3 separate regions of the Sus scrofa genome follow, and all the other regions are linked to region 2. Evidence: chromatin contacts called from public Hi-C and promoter capture Hi-C data. All regions are on one chromosome and are shown on one strand. The core of a region is the stretch at or near the end of the contact, and the rest is flanking DNA. Distances in the headings are between cores, read along the strand shown. Region 1 holds the start of FBL (rRNA 2'-O-methyltransferase fibrillarin). Region 2 holds the start of PSMC4 (26S protease regulatory subunit 6B). Region 3 has its middle 24 kb from the start of DYRK1B.

Region 1 (4,348 bases), core at 319-2,818, 80 kb before region 2:
TCCCTTAAGAAGATAACAATTGGAGCCAATACTATTATATGTCAAGGGCTGTGCTATATGAGATACAGTTGACATAATATAACGTTGTGTAAGTTCAAGGCATACAACCTGTTGATTTGATACTGGTATATTGTGAAATGACTGTCAGCAGGTGCTGATTTTTTTCTTTTTTCCGTCTTTTTGCCTTTTCTAGGGCAGCTTCCCGCAGCATATGGAGGTTCCCAGGCTAGGGGTCTAATCGGAGCTGTAGCCACCGGCCTACACCAGAGCCACAGCAACGCGAGATCCGAGCTGCGTCTGCAACCTACACCACAGCTCACGGCAACACCGGATCCTTAACCCACTGAGCAAGGGCAGGGATCGAACCCGCAACCTCATGGTTCCTAGTCGGATTCGTTAACCACTGCGCCACGATGGGAACTCCCGGTATTTCTTCTTAACATGATTTCACTAAATTAGAGCTGGGTGCCATTTTTCATTGATGAGATAACAGAGGCTCAGAGAGAGAAAGTCACTTACTTGCTCCAGATCACACAGTAAATTAAGCATAGTGAGGACTGAAACTTTGAACGGAGGCTCTTCTGCTGTCAAAGCCTGTACTCTCATCATTAGACCAAGAGGGAGATGCACTGGGTTCATCAAAATCTCGAGTAAGATCGGAATGGATAAAAACACTCATGCTCCGTGATTACGCGCCCCCCCCCCCACTTTAATCCTATACTGGGCTGTCAAGTTTCATCTCATCTCTCATCAGCACTAGGCCCAGGATCTCCATCCTCAGGGACCCGCCCCTCTCTGGTAAGTGGAGAGCGGGAAAATGGGCCAGAGAGACTACCAAGCCGGGAGAATCCATCCATGCCGGCCCTCTCCGAGAAGCTGGGTGTTGGGGCCAAGGGTACCGCAGTAGCGGTGGCGACACAGGAGCATACCTGGTCCTCTCAGACCCAGCTTTCGGACCCCCGAATCAGCGACTCTCCGCCTCCGAACCAGGACAAATTCCCAAATCCCACACCCAGAGATCCGAGACCCTAGATGCCTGGATCTGGATTCTGGGTTAGTATTCGCGATTGCTGCCGCCGGGCCAACATCCAAGACCTCTAACGACAGCTTCAATGAAACGAATCCCAGGTCAAGACACAACCCTCCTCAAGCCCACGCCAAAGACCCTCGACCCACGACTGTGACCTCGGGAAAGCCAGTCACAAAGCTCCAGACCAGGAACCCGAACCCCGGGCTCAAGTTCAATCACCATGCAAAAGCGAGCCCCCTTCACCCACACCGGAGAGCGGAACCAAGACCCCCCTCCCCACAAGAGACCGGATCCGGGGCTCAGAACTCCTGCCTCCAGGCCAAGACCACCATACCCCTTCGTTCCGGACTGGCACCCCGATCCCCACCAGGCCCCAGTCCCAGACCCCCGATCCCAACCCCGGCCCGTACCTGGTTTCATAGCGAGCACAGAGGTTCGCTACTCAGTAATCTGAGGCTCTTTCGACTCCACGCGTCCCGGGTTTACGCACGTGGAAAGGAGCGCAGGCGCGCGGCGACGTGCGGCGCGTGACGCAAGCACGCAGACCCCATCCTTCGGAGCCACAGCCCCGCCCATGGCTTGTGTGCGCGCTGTGGGCGGGGATTCCCGAGCCCCTCCCGGTACCGCCTCTTCGACCGCCGCTGGCACCGCCTTTCCTGTGCAGCGCTTGCTGCCTGAACACTCTTCCCGCTTCCTCTCCACCTGTGCAAGCACCCCAGTAATCAGGTCTCCAAACCTTCGCACGGGCTACCCTAGCTCCTCTTCTCTATTCCTGATTAACTCCCTAAGTTTCCCTCTACACCTCAAAGCCTTCCCTAATCCATTTTCACCCCCAAGAACAAGGGCCAACTCTGGACTCGCATTCATACATTTGAAAAGCACTAATTATGCGCCTGAATGTACGAAGCACTGTTCTAGGCTTTGGAAATATGGCAGAGAACAAGACAGACACATCCCCACCCTCCTGGAGCTCATCTTGCAGTGGGGGAAACAAACAGCAAACGAGTTAGTAAAAATCATTGTTGAATGATAGTTAGTAAAAATCATTGTTGAATGATAGAAGGCTGTAAGTGCTTTGGAGAAAATAGCAGGGAGGGAATAGGGACTGGTGTTGGGAGTGGGGGACAGTGTGTGAAATTTCTTACCCGGTGGTCAGGGAGCCCATCTGGTGATTTTTGAGCAAAGAGCGAAAGAAGATGAGGAGGGAGGCATGTTCTATCTGCGGGAAGAGAACGCAGGCAGCAAGGGTTGCAGGTGCCAAGGCCCTGAAGCAGGAAAGGTAAGGAGGGTTGCAGAAACAGTGAGGGATGTGGTCGGGGCAGAGTAATCTTGGGGAGAGGGGGAGGAGATGAGGGTAGGGAGGTCGACAAAGCAAATTGTATGGAGCTTTAGGGTGATAATTTTGGCTTTTACTCTGAGAGAGAAAGAGGTTCCTGAACAAAGAAGGGATATAATCTCACTTGGGTCGCCTGGCTGTATGTGGGAAACTGAGTGAAGGAATAGGTTTGGGAGACCAATGAGGGCCCTGCTGCAATGGATCATGATGCAGGCAGAGGAAGGGGTGAGGAGTGAGCAGATTCTGCCTAAGTATTGAGAAATTTGTGCTTTGTAATTTTATAACTTGAATATGCATCCTATATATTTGTTCCTCAGAACAAAACAAGTGGGAGTTCCCGTTGTGGCGCAGTGGTTAACGAATCCGACTAGGAACCATGAGGTTGCGGGTTCGATCCCTGCCCTTGCTCAGTGGGTTAAGGATCCAGCATTGCTGTGAGCTGTGGTGTAGGTTGCAGACGTGGTTCGCATCCCAAGTTGCTGTGGCTCTGGCGTAGGCCGGTGGCCACAGCTCTGATTCGACCCCTAGCCTGGGAACCTCCATATGCCGCGGGAAGCTGCCCTAGAAAAGGCAAGAAGACAAGACAAGACAAAAACAAAAACAAAAAAGTGGCATTGGAGTTCTCTTGTGGCTCAGCAGGTTAAGGATCCCAAGTTGTCAGTGCAGCGGCTCAGGTCACTGCTGTGGCTTGGGTAAAAAGCAAATACAATACAATGTAATACAATACAATACAATACAGAAAAAGAAAAAATAAAAAAAGAGTGGTACTATGAGAAGTTATTAACAACCTCCAGGAGAATCCATTGGTCTGTCCTGTTCCTTGTTGTGTCACTTTATACCTAGAACAACCTGGCACAGTGGGTGCTCGGCTAATTTATGTTGAATGAACCTATGCTGTCTTTTTTTTTTTTTTTTTCTTTTCAGGGCCACACCTGCAGCATATGGAAGTTCCCAGGCTAGGGGTAGAATCAGAGATGCAGCCACCGGCCTTCACCACAGCCACAGCAACACCAGATCCGAACCGCATCTACAACCCACACCACAGCTCATGGCAATTTTGGATCCTTAACCCACTGAGCAAGGCCAGGGATCGAACTTGCATCCTCCTGGATACTAGTGGGGATCATTACCTCTGAGCTATGATGGGAACTCCAGAACCTATGATATCTTGAGTTCTCTGTGCGGGGATTCCAGCCGCACAGTAACTTTCCTGAAATTTTTTAAAAATGTTAAGATGGAACATCTGCTGAGTCTATGCTGGATTTCCAGGAGCTTTGTAATAATTTGAAAGGCTTCAATTCAGGATAAACCTACTACTTAGGGATTTTATTGTTGCCTTCCCATTAAAAATAATTTTTTTTCTAAAGAAGGAAAATACTCAACAGACTGTATTCTGGAATCCTGGCACCATCTCCTGGCTCTGATACATTTCACCTGCTAACTGGCACTGCAGACCTGAAGTTGGCACTACCAGTGAATAATTGGTGGTGGGGGGGATCCCTGCTGGTTTTGTGCTGGGGACACAATGGTGACTGAAAGAGACCAGTTTTCCTGGAGCTGCCAGGCCAGTGAGGGAGACAGACAGACTGGTCCCTGGACAGGGGCAGCTGTAGAGAGAACAGGGCCAGGATGGGGGAGAAATAGGCAGAATGGTCAGGGATGGGATAGGGGAGGCACTGAGGGCTTTTCCAGATGTTCCCTATATCTTCAGATCCCTCTGCCTTTTTTTTTTTTTTTTTTTTTTTTTTTTTTTTTTTTTTTAGGGCTGCACTCGCGGCATATGGAGGTTCCCAGGCTAGGGGTTGAATCGGAGCTACAGCTGCCAGCCTATGCCAGAGCCACAGCAAAGGGGGATCCAAGCCGTGTCTGCCACCTATACCACACCTCACAGCAACACCAGATGCTTAACCCACTGAGCGAGGCCAGGGATCGAACCTGCAACCTCATGGATACTAGTTGGGTTCATAACCCACTGAACCACA
Region 2 (4,955 bases), core at 365-2,864:
TCATCCCTGGCCCAGGATCTCCATGTGCCATGGGGCAACCAAAATAGGAAAAACAAAAACAAAAAGACAAACCTACCCCTGAGGGTGGTGTAAGGATTCAGAGATCATGGTTTAAATTGCCTGGCTAAAAGAAGCATACAAAAGGGTGTCTGGTGTGACAACCCACCACACACCCAGGAGAATGGAAAAAATTTTTAAATAGAGACAATATCAAATGCATGCTCAATTGGTGGGAGTGTAAGTTAGTTTAGTTCGACAGCGTTTACTAAAGCTAAACACATACCTGCCCTCTGACCAGCAATTCTGCTCCTGAATGTGTTCCCATGTTTACCAAAGAAATGTACAAGCATATGTAGTATAGAACCAAACTGGAAGATATCCAGTTTTAGGTACACAATGGAAACCATACAGAAATGAAAACGAAAGAACTATCCCTACATACAGTATTATCGCACAAACATAATGTTAAGTAAAAGAAGCTAAATCACAGCATACACTGTATGGGGTCCCCAGAGAGTTGAAAACCGACAAAAGTAATCCATGGTAGAAATCAGGTCAGTGATAACTTTCAGAAGGGATGAGGGTGGCAGAAAAGAGAGTGCGCAGGGCTTCTGTGGTCTGCTAATGTTTGGTTTCTTGGTCTAAGGATTGGTTATATGGGGGTGTTCACTTTGTGTAAATTCGTTGAACTGTACGCTAATGATCTTTATATTTCTCTGAACTTACACTTGAACAAAGTTTACTTAACAAAACTGTAGCTGGAGTTCCCGTCCTGGCTCAGCGGTTAACAAACCCGACTAGCATCCATGAAGACACGGGTTCGATCCCTGGCCTCAATCAGTGCGTTAAAGATTCTGCGTTGGTGTAAAAGTCGCAGACGCGGCTGGGATTCCGCGTTGCTGTGGCAATAGCGTAGGCCGGCTGCAGCTACAGCTCAGATTTGACCCTAGCCTGGGTACCTCCATATGCCGCAACTGCGGCCTATAAGCCAAAAAGCCAAAAAGCCAAAAAAAAAAAAAAGGCAGAACAAAACTGTAGCTGGTGTGATGAGCAGCGGTGTACCCCCAGGGCCTGAAGCACAGGCTTTGGGAACAGACAGATGGGGGCCCCATTCTGGTTTCTGTCCCTGTAAAGGGAACATAAAGTCTGTCAAGATTCAATTAAGTTAAGCACCTAAGACTTAAGCACAGGGCCTGGTGTAGAGCTGCAGGTCTCCTGCGTGACCAAACTCCTGGCACTGCTGCTCTCACCTTCTCCAGCCCTAAAGCGTAGGTTCTACTTGATTCGCGGCTAATTCTCAGGGGCAGTCCAGGTCTTCCCGCCCCCGCGCAGGAGGCAATCCTCGGCCGCAGCCCAAGGCATCTCCAGCCCGACCACTAAATAAGAAAGAAGAGCACTTGGCCATGACATTCTAACAGACCTCTTGAGAAATTCCTCAAGTGAAAGAGAAAAAAGAGAACCGCTCCTCGGTTGGCAAGAACACACAAGCGGGAAGCGCCCGCGCGAGACCCCGTTACCGCAAGCTATTGCGCAAGCGCACCGCTCCAGGGCCCAGCGCGCGCGAGCCCGCAAGGAACCGAGTGCGCATGCGCACATATTGGGGCGGAGCCTAGGACGAGGTTTGCCCTTCCCTCCACCTGTCCGGCCCTTCCAGCCTTCTCTCGGTGGTGTCTTAAAACTACGTTTCCCAGAAGGCACCAGGTCCTGGCTTTCCGCTGGCGTCAGCGGAAGCGGTGACTGGATTAGGCCGGGCCACACAGAGGCCGGCTTGGTCACTATGGAGGAGATAGGCATCCTGGTGGAGAAAGCTCAGGTCCGGTGGGGTCTGGCTCTCGGGGAGAGGGGGAAGCCGACCTGCATGGGATGCTGCGTGACTTGCGGGATCCAGGCCTGGGTCTGAGTGATTTCGAAGGGCTCGGTAGAGAGCTTCGTGCCGTCCCGAGGCCTGGAGCGGGTGGTTGAGTGATGTTAGGAGGGCAGTAGCGCTCAGAAAGCGGGCTGGGGAAACGAGTGGCATTAGAGGTTCTTTGGGACTGAATAATTCCAAAGTTTAGCAGAGAGTGCTGTGACATCGGTGGCCCGGCGGAATTGGTCGGGTGATGAGTGATGAGCCTTGGCCGTGGGGCCGAATGATAGCAGAGGCTGGGCTGGGAGCTGACTGATATTCGGGGCTTAGCTGTTGTTTGAGGGCCGAGTAGTATCTGTGGTCTGGCCGAATGGTATTTGGGGCCTACCTGGGGAGCTGGATGACATTGGGGCCTAATGTGAGTTGGAGTTCTGTGACTTGAGGGATCTTTAGGGGGTAACTGAGTAATAATTCCAGGACAGTTTGAAGTCATGGTGACTTTAACAGTCAACTGAGAGGGCCGGAACCTGCTTTGGGGTGGGGGGCGCTGGAGGGCATTGGGGGTCTAGTAAGTAGTTGATTTAGGCCCTCGTTGGGAATTGGGTGACATTGGGGACATGATAGCAAAAGACCTGTTTGGAAGGTTGGTTGACCTAGGGGCTTGTTAGTAGCTGAATGACTTCAGGAACCTGTTTAGGTGGCTGAGAGCTTTCCAGAATCGATTTAGTGGCCAAGTGCCTTTATGCTGAAGTGGGAAGGGGACTCTAGATTTTTTCATAAGGGGACCCTCTTCCAAACTGTGTTTCCCTCCATGGTCTAGGATGAGATCCCAGCTCTGTCTGTGTCACGGCCCCAGACTGGCCTGTCCTTCTTGGGGCCTGAGCCTGAGGACCTGGAGGACCTGTACAGCCGCTACAAGGTACAATTCAGACCCAATCCGGACACTGCTCTGGGCCCAGCATCCCATACTTTCCCCACCTTTCACCACTCCTTGGGTCAGCAAGGCCTGGAGCCATACCCTGCCTCTCTCCTCTCTGTTCACAGAAGCTGCAGCAAGAGCTGGAGTTCCTGGAGGTGCAGGAGGAGTACATCAAGGATGAGCAAAAGAACCTGAAGAAGGAATTCCTCCACGCCCAGGAGGAGGTGAAGCGAATCCAAAGCATCCCACTAGTTATCGGGCAGTTTCTGGAGGCTGTGGATCAGAATACAGCCATCGTGGGCTCCACCACAGGTGCGTGGGGGCAGGGGCTGTTTCCTCATCTGTCCATGCAACAGCCGTTAACTGTTTCCTACCATGTGCCAGGAACTTAGCACGGCAAACGAGGCAAGACAGTGTAATGGTGTCTTTCAAAGTATTTTGATCTGATACAAGAGTGGAAATGTGTTTCATATTTTCTTTTTGTGTGTGTGCGTGTATATAACATATAGTAAAAGTTTGGCCAAACAATGGTTAGTCTTACTATGTGTGACAGGCTCTAATTCGTTTTCAACCCTGTTCTCATCATGACTCTGTAAACTACTACTGGATTAGGACCTGTAGTTTGAAAGCATAGGTGATGTGTTAAGAGACTGGGCTTTGGTAAGGACTCTGTATACAGTACCTGCTGTTGCTAACATGGATCTAGGCTCTGCCTTCATGATGGTCATTGTCTCTGTGTCTGATCTGTTTCTTCCTGTTTCTGGCCTCTGCTCCTCGAGACCAAGCCGTATTCTTGTAAAGCTTGTGGGGAAAGGTGTGTGACTGGGCAATGAAATTGCACTGATGGGCTGGTTGTGAGGTAGTGAAGGGAGGGAGATGTCTAAAATGAGGCTTGTGTCTTTGGTCTATAGCACGGAGGGGGACAGTGGGGTGATCCCTGAGATGGTGCCTTAGGCAGAAAAGCGGTTTGTGGGGAGACGGTGAGGGCAGTCTGAGACATCACTGCCTGGGAGGTGTCTGGGAGGCTGCTGGACAGCCAGGTCTGAAGGTCAGGAGAGAGACTGAGGCTAGACAGAGATGCGTGTCATAAATGTAGAAAGTGGACCGGAGGCCCAGTGAGCAGAGTCTGGTGCAGAGACCTGGATGAAAAGGATGGCGCTGAATCAGGGCAGGGTCCTTGGGAAGGAGAGAGGGATTGGCTGGAGAAACATTTCTGGAGGTGGGTGGAAGGCCATAGTGACTGATGGGCTGTGGAGAGAAGCAGAGAAAGGTCCAGGATGGGCCGTAGGGCTCTGGCTAGTGACGATTAGGGATCACTGGCCTCCCAGGGACAGAGTCCTAGAAAGAGCAGCACCATGCGGGGTGGGGGGGAGGTGTCACTGAGAACACATTGAGACACAGGGAGTGAGACATGCCCTGAGGACATTGTAGGAGGCTGCTGGTCACCCAGGGTTGGAGCTCGAAAGAGGCAGGGCTGTAGACAGACAGGGAAGCTGTCAATGTGCATGTGGGCTGTGGAAGGGAGGAGGCAAGACCGGAAGCCAGGGGCAGGGGACAGTGTTGAGGTTCGGGCACGTCTCATTTTCCCCTCTCCCTGTCTTCTTCCCAAAGGCTCCAACTACTATGTGCGCATCCTGAGCACCATTGATCGGGAGCTGCTCAAGCCCAATGCCTCGGTGGCGCTCCACAAGCACAGCAATGCCCTGGTGGATGTGCTGCCTCCCGAGGCCGACAGCAGCATCATGATGCTCACCTCAGGTGAGGGGGAGCCCAGGGCCGAGGAGGCCTGAAGGGACCCTGCGGGCCAGGCTGAGGACCCAGCTGTGCTCTCTCTCCCACCAGACCAGAAGCCAGACGTGATGTACGCGGACATCGGGGGCATGGACATCCAGAAGCAGGAGGTGCGGGAGGCCGTGGAGCTCCCGCTTACACACTTCGAGCTCTACAAGCAGGTGAGGAGCTGGAGCCGCCAGAGAAGGGAGAGGCTGCCCCACGGGTCTCGAGGTGGCGATGGACTCCCTGGCTCATCCTCTCCTGCCCCTCTGTGCTTCAGATCGGCATCGACCCTCCCCGAGGCGTCCTCATGTACGGCCCGCCCGGCTGCGGGAAGACCATGTTGGCAAAGGCTGTGGCTCATCACACGACAGGTGAGCTGCCGGGCCCCTCTCCTGAGCTCTGCCCTCCCGGGCT
Region 3 (4,877 bases), core at 959-3,458, 120 kb before region 2:
TTGGGTAGCAGGGTAATACTGGCCTCACAGAATGAGTTAGGAATAGCCCCTCCTATTTATTGAAGAATTGGTATTAATTTTTCTTTAACTGTTTGGTAGGATTCAGCAGGGGAGCCATCAGAGTCTAGGCTTTCTTTGTGGATAGTTTTTAGATGATGAATTAAATATTTTTACTTGCTTTGGATCTGTCCAGATGTCTTATTTCCTCTTGACTTTGTTTCAGTAGCTTGGGTCTTTCCAGGAATTTGCTCTTCATCTAAATTGATACATGGGGCATGCAGTTCATAATATTCCTTTGTATTTCTGTGACATAGATGGTAATTGTCATCTTCCATTTATGATTCTGATCATTTCAGTTTTATTTTTTTTCTGGGTATCTGTAGCTAATGTTATATCACTGTCTTGATCTTTAAAAGAACCAGCTTTGGTTTTCTGATTCTTCACTATTTTTCTCTTCTGTATTCCATGTATTCTCTAGTTTTTATTATTTTCTTTCTGCCTGCTATCAGTAGAGTTTACTCTTCTTTTTCAGTGTCTTGAGGTGGAAATTTATTTGCAATCATTCTTTTTTTTTTATTATTTAAAATATTTTTAGGGCCGTGGCACAGGAAGTCCCCGGCTAGGGGTCCAACTGGAGCTGTAGCCACTGGCCTATGCCACAGCCACAGCCATGCTGGATCTGAGCCATGTCTGCGACCCACACCCCAGCTCAGGGCAAGGCAGGATCCCTAATCTTTAGTCTTTACTGATATTTTTAATTCGACGTCATTATCAGATCTTCTTCCCTTCACTCTTGAAGGCATGATTCCTTTTACTTATTTGAACATATTTATAGAATGGCTACGTGCAAGGCTTTGTTAACTCTAACAGGAAGTGTTTTTTTGGCTTTGTTTGTTTTTTTAAGAGTAAGTTTTTGCTGCCTACCCCCCGCCCACAGTGCAGGGGGTCATAGCTTCCTGTCTTTCGGAACCTAAATCACTCCTCCTTCCTAACTAGCACTGTCCAATAGAACATTCTGCATTGATAGAATTCTTTATCTACCCTGTCCAGTGCAGTGGACAGTAGCCAAATGTAGCTACAGAGAACTTCAAATATGGCTAGTGTAACTGAAGAACTCAATTTTTAATTTTATTTCATTTCTCATTAAAGTTTAAGCCAAGCCTTGCGCAGTGGCAGTATCGCAGCCAGTGAGGTTTATCCGAGGCGTAGTTATTGCTAACTAAATTTAAGCCATATGACTAGTGGCTACCTTTTGGGATAGTGCAGTATCAGACCATGCTCGAGGGAACCCAATTCTGTAGAATCCCCTACCCAAGTGCTCCTGAGCCTGCTTCCAGCACCTGTGTGGGCCTCATGCCAGGCCATCTTGCCCCCACTACACGCAGGGCAGGTCATGCTGGTGTCCACACCTCTAGTGCCAAGGTGTGGGCAAGGGGTGATGTGGGGAGACGGACGAAGCTCTGCTCTGCCCATGAGGGTGTCCTCACACAGGCATGGATGACTCAAGGGTTCAGGGTGTAGACGGAATGGGAAGAGATGGATGGAACTGTAGCTCGGGACCTCCATTTGCGCTGGTGGTCCAGGATCCACACGTTAGGAGTGGTTTTGACTGGCCATGTCTCATTTCTCACCTGGGTGGTGGTTACATGGTTGTCCAGTGTATCATTTTTTTTTCAATTGTATATATATTTATAAATGTATGTGTATATACACATTGATATACTGTGTCACAATTTTTTTCAACGTTTAAAAAGTTTTTACCACTGTTAGGAGATAGCCCAAGCTCTTCTCATGACATATAAAGGCTTGTCCAGTCTCTATGTCTGACCTAGTGCCCTGCCATCCTTCCCCTGGCTCTCAGCTCCAGCCGCATGGACCTTCCTGCTCTGGTTAACAGGCCAAGGTACAGAGGCGCTTGTTGGAGGGACCGGTCCTCCATTTAAACCATTTATATCAGCAAAACAAAGAAATGGCTTGTGATGGGGGCGGGGTGAGTAAGTGAGTGTGATGGGGGTTGGACAGCCAGCATCAGGAATGAGTGGCAACTGCAGCCTCCCAGAGGTTAGGAGGAAAGGTGTCTGCTTACATAAGAAAGCTGGAGCCAGCTCTGAAGGCTGCCAAAAAAGGAACCGTTGTGGTCGCACAAACCATCAATCAGGTTCCCTGAACAGGTGGAGGCTGGGGCTACTCTCAGCAGAAAGCTGGGCTCAGAGCTCCGATTACCAGCACAGAGAAGCCAGCTCTCAAAGGTGGTGCCAGAAGGGAGGGAGACAAGGAGACAGAAGCCTGAGTCAGCGGAAAGGGCGAGTCCAGAGCACCTGAGGTGACTGCAGAACTACCAGAGAGAACTGGAGACCCCTAGCAAGAATGCCTGATTTGGTGGTTCTCAAACTGGGTCCCTGGACCAGCAGCATCAGCTTGACCCAGGAACTAGTTAAAAATGCCGATTTCCGGCTCTCCTTAGAATCAGAATTCCAAGGGGGTTGGGCAGCAATAATTCTAACAAGCCCTCCAAGGTGACTCTAAAGTTTGACCGAGTCTGAGAACCGTGGGTCCAACTTTAGTGAGCGTGCACTATGTGCAGGCACGGTTCCGAATGATTTACTTCCATTAACTCACTGGTCCACACAGCAGCACCATAAAATCGTGCTCACTTGGAGCTCCCCTGTGGCACAGCAGGTTAAGGATCCAATGTTGTCACTGCAGTGGCTTGGGACACTGCTGCAGAGCAGGTTCAATGCATCAACCTCTCTGGCTTTCCTGTTTTACCAGGATTTCTATGCTTGGGCCCATCCTGTGGAGTTTAATGAGCAAGCACAAAGGCTTCCTGGTGCCTTTTCCTTTGAAGGCGGTATAGTGGACATCGGGTTTGGTTTGGTTTTGTTTGCTATGCCAGCAGCATATGAAGTTTCTCAGGCCAGGTTTGGGTCCCAGGCCCATTTCTGAGCAATTACTGTGGTTGGGGAGATGGACGATTTCTTGCTGTGAGGCCTAGGGTATGGGCTCACCCCTAGCAGGTGGACTCCGCTGTACCCAAAACACACAGACCAAGAGAGCGGGGGAGTTTGGGGTGTTGTACCTGGAAAAACGAATGGATGATGGACAGGCCAATATAACCCACATCCAGTACACACAGGATGGGCCCAAGCATAGAAATCCTGGTTAAGACAGGAAACCCAGAAGTCCATGCATTTTATTATTTCATTTATACAGTGTAACAAATCAGGAAAAAAAATAACCTATGGCCATGAGAAGTCAGCCCAGAGGAGCTCCTGCTGTGGCTCAGTGGTTCAGAACCCAACTAGTATCCATGAGGATGCGGGTTTGATCTGTGGCCTCACTCAGTAGGTTAAGGATCTGGCATCGAGGCAAAGCTTGAAGATGTGGCTCGGGATCCGGCAAGGCTGTGGCTGTGGCGTAAGCGTGCATTTGCGGCTCCAGTTTGACCCCTAGCCTGGGAACTTCCATGTGCCATGGGTGCAGCCCTAAAAAGACAAAAGAGTAGCAGAGCGGTTATCCTTGGGGAGAGGAGGGGTGTATCAGCTATCTACTGCTGCTCAACAAACCTCCCTAGACCCAGTGGCATAAAATAGTGGTACTGGGTTGGTATTACCCCTCATGTTCCTGGAAGCTGGCTGAGCTCAGACAGGCAGTTTTCACCTGGGGTCTCTGGTGTGGTTATAGGCGGATGGTGGCTGGAGCTGGGTGTCTCGTTCACGTGGCTGGTATCCGATGCTGGCTACTGGGCAGAACGCTGCTCACATGTTAACCACTCCTGTGGCCTGGGCTTCCTCACACTATGCCTGCCAGGTTCTAACGGTGAACCTTCAGAGAGCGAGCACCAAGCAGAAGCTGTAATGTCTTTTGTGACCTGGCCTGAAACACAGAGTGACCTATGATGTCACTTTCGCCATGCTCTTGGTCATCTTGGTCACCAGTGGCTGCCCAGGATCAAGAGTGGTCACAGGCTCCACCTCCTGATGCGGAAACGGCACACTGTAAGAACGCCCGGAACAGGGGACATTGCTGCAGCCACCGCTGGAAAATATGCTACAGGGAGGTCATGACCGGGAGGGGACATGGTGGGGGGGGGGTCCCGGGGGGCTATTAATGCTGTTTCTTGTTCTGGATGCTGCCTACAACCAATTGCATGATTTTTAAACTACTACGAAGGGAACTCCTCAATTCATGAATTAAAACATTTTTAAAATTTTTATTATTATTTTTTGTCTTTTTTAGGGCCGTACTCGTGGCATATGTAAGTTCCCAGGCTAGGAGTCCAATTAGAGCTGTAGCCTCCAGCCTATGCCACAGCAACAGCAGGATCTGAGCCGAGTCTGTGACCTACACCACAACCCAGGCAACGCTGGATCCTTTAACCCACTGAGGGAGTCCAGGGATCAAACCTGCATCCTCATGGCTGCTAGTTGGGTTCGTCAACCACTGAGGTAAGACAGGAACTCCAAAAATTCTTCTTCTTCTTCTTTCATTTTTGGCCACCCTGTGGCATATGGAGTTCCTGGGCGAGGGATCAGATCTGAGGCTCAGCTGCAGCAATGCCAGATCCTTTAACCCACTGTGCCAGGCGGGAACTGAACCTGCGTCCCGGTGCTGTAGAAATGCTGCTGATCCCATTGTGCCACAGTGGGAACTTCAAGAATTTTTACATTAAGCCAATCAGATCTTCAACTTTACTCAGTTTAATGTTTTTACACCCCTAAAATGTTAGCAGGAACTCGCTTACCACATGGCCACTAGTTCAGATGTGTTTGGCTGCTGCTAAGAGCACCCAGGTCAAAGCGCCAAAAGTCAGAAGGAAATGCGTTATTTCACACAGCAGGCAATCTTAGAGGGTAGGGTGTTTCAGGGTTGTGAAA

What was found. Promoter capture Hi-C pulls out the DNA fragments that hold promoters and counts their contacts. Hi-C and Micro-C count contacts between places; a contact is called where the count stands out from the background.
Region 1: a contact with region 2 is called in a Hi-C map of fetal skeletal muscle, with 2.7 times the contacts expected there. The contact joins the promoter of FBL here to the promoter of PSMC4 in region 2. A contact is called at or near these places in 2 of 5 promoter capture datasets (fetal liver and liver), 11 of 47 Hi-C or Micro-C datasets (blood, embryonic fibroblasts, epiblast stem cells and 5 more) and 2 of 2 datasets of contacts at active chromatin or transcription factors (alveolar macrophages and skeletal muscle).
Region 3: a contact with region 2 is called in a promoter capture Hi-C map of fetal skeletal muscle, with 2.9 times the contacts expected there. The contact joins the enhancer-like site here to the promoter of PSMC4 in region 2. A contact is called at or near these places in 5 of 5 promoter capture datasets (fetal liver, fetal skeletal muscle, liver and 1 more), 23 of 47 Hi-C or Micro-C datasets (adipose tissue, alveolar macrophages, blood and 12 more) and 1 of 2 datasets of contacts at active chromatin or transcription factors (alveolar macrophages).

The regions. Positions count from the first base shown.
Region 1 is chr6:48,324,865-48,329,212 of Sscrofa11.1, forward strand. FBL (rRNA 2'-O-methyltransferase fibrillarin) reads right to left here and starts at 1,569. Exons shown (of 9, transcript XM_003355924.5): 1 at 1,441-1,569. The coding sequence starts at 1,450.
Region 2 is chr6:48,404,623-48,409,577 of Sscrofa11.1, forward strand. PSMC4 (26S protease regulatory subunit 6B) reads left to right here and starts at 1,615. Exons shown (of 11, transcript XM_021094383.1): 1 at 1,615-1,813; 2 at 2,667-2,765; 3 at 2,891-3,077; 4 at 4,377-4,523; 5 at 4,608-4,717; 6 at 4,819-4,912. The coding sequence starts at 1,778.
Region 3 is chr6:48,287,588-48,292,464 of Sscrofa11.1, forward strand. No RefSeq gene overlaps it. Among named protein-coding and RNA genes, the nearest start is that of DYRK1B, 24 kb to the right of the region's middle. Within about 2 kb of position 2,209, at least 3 of the 83 cell types and tissues checked have an H3K27ac peak or open chromatin away from gene starts, as enhancers often do. A contact at or near this core is called in fetal skeletal muscle, where this site is marked.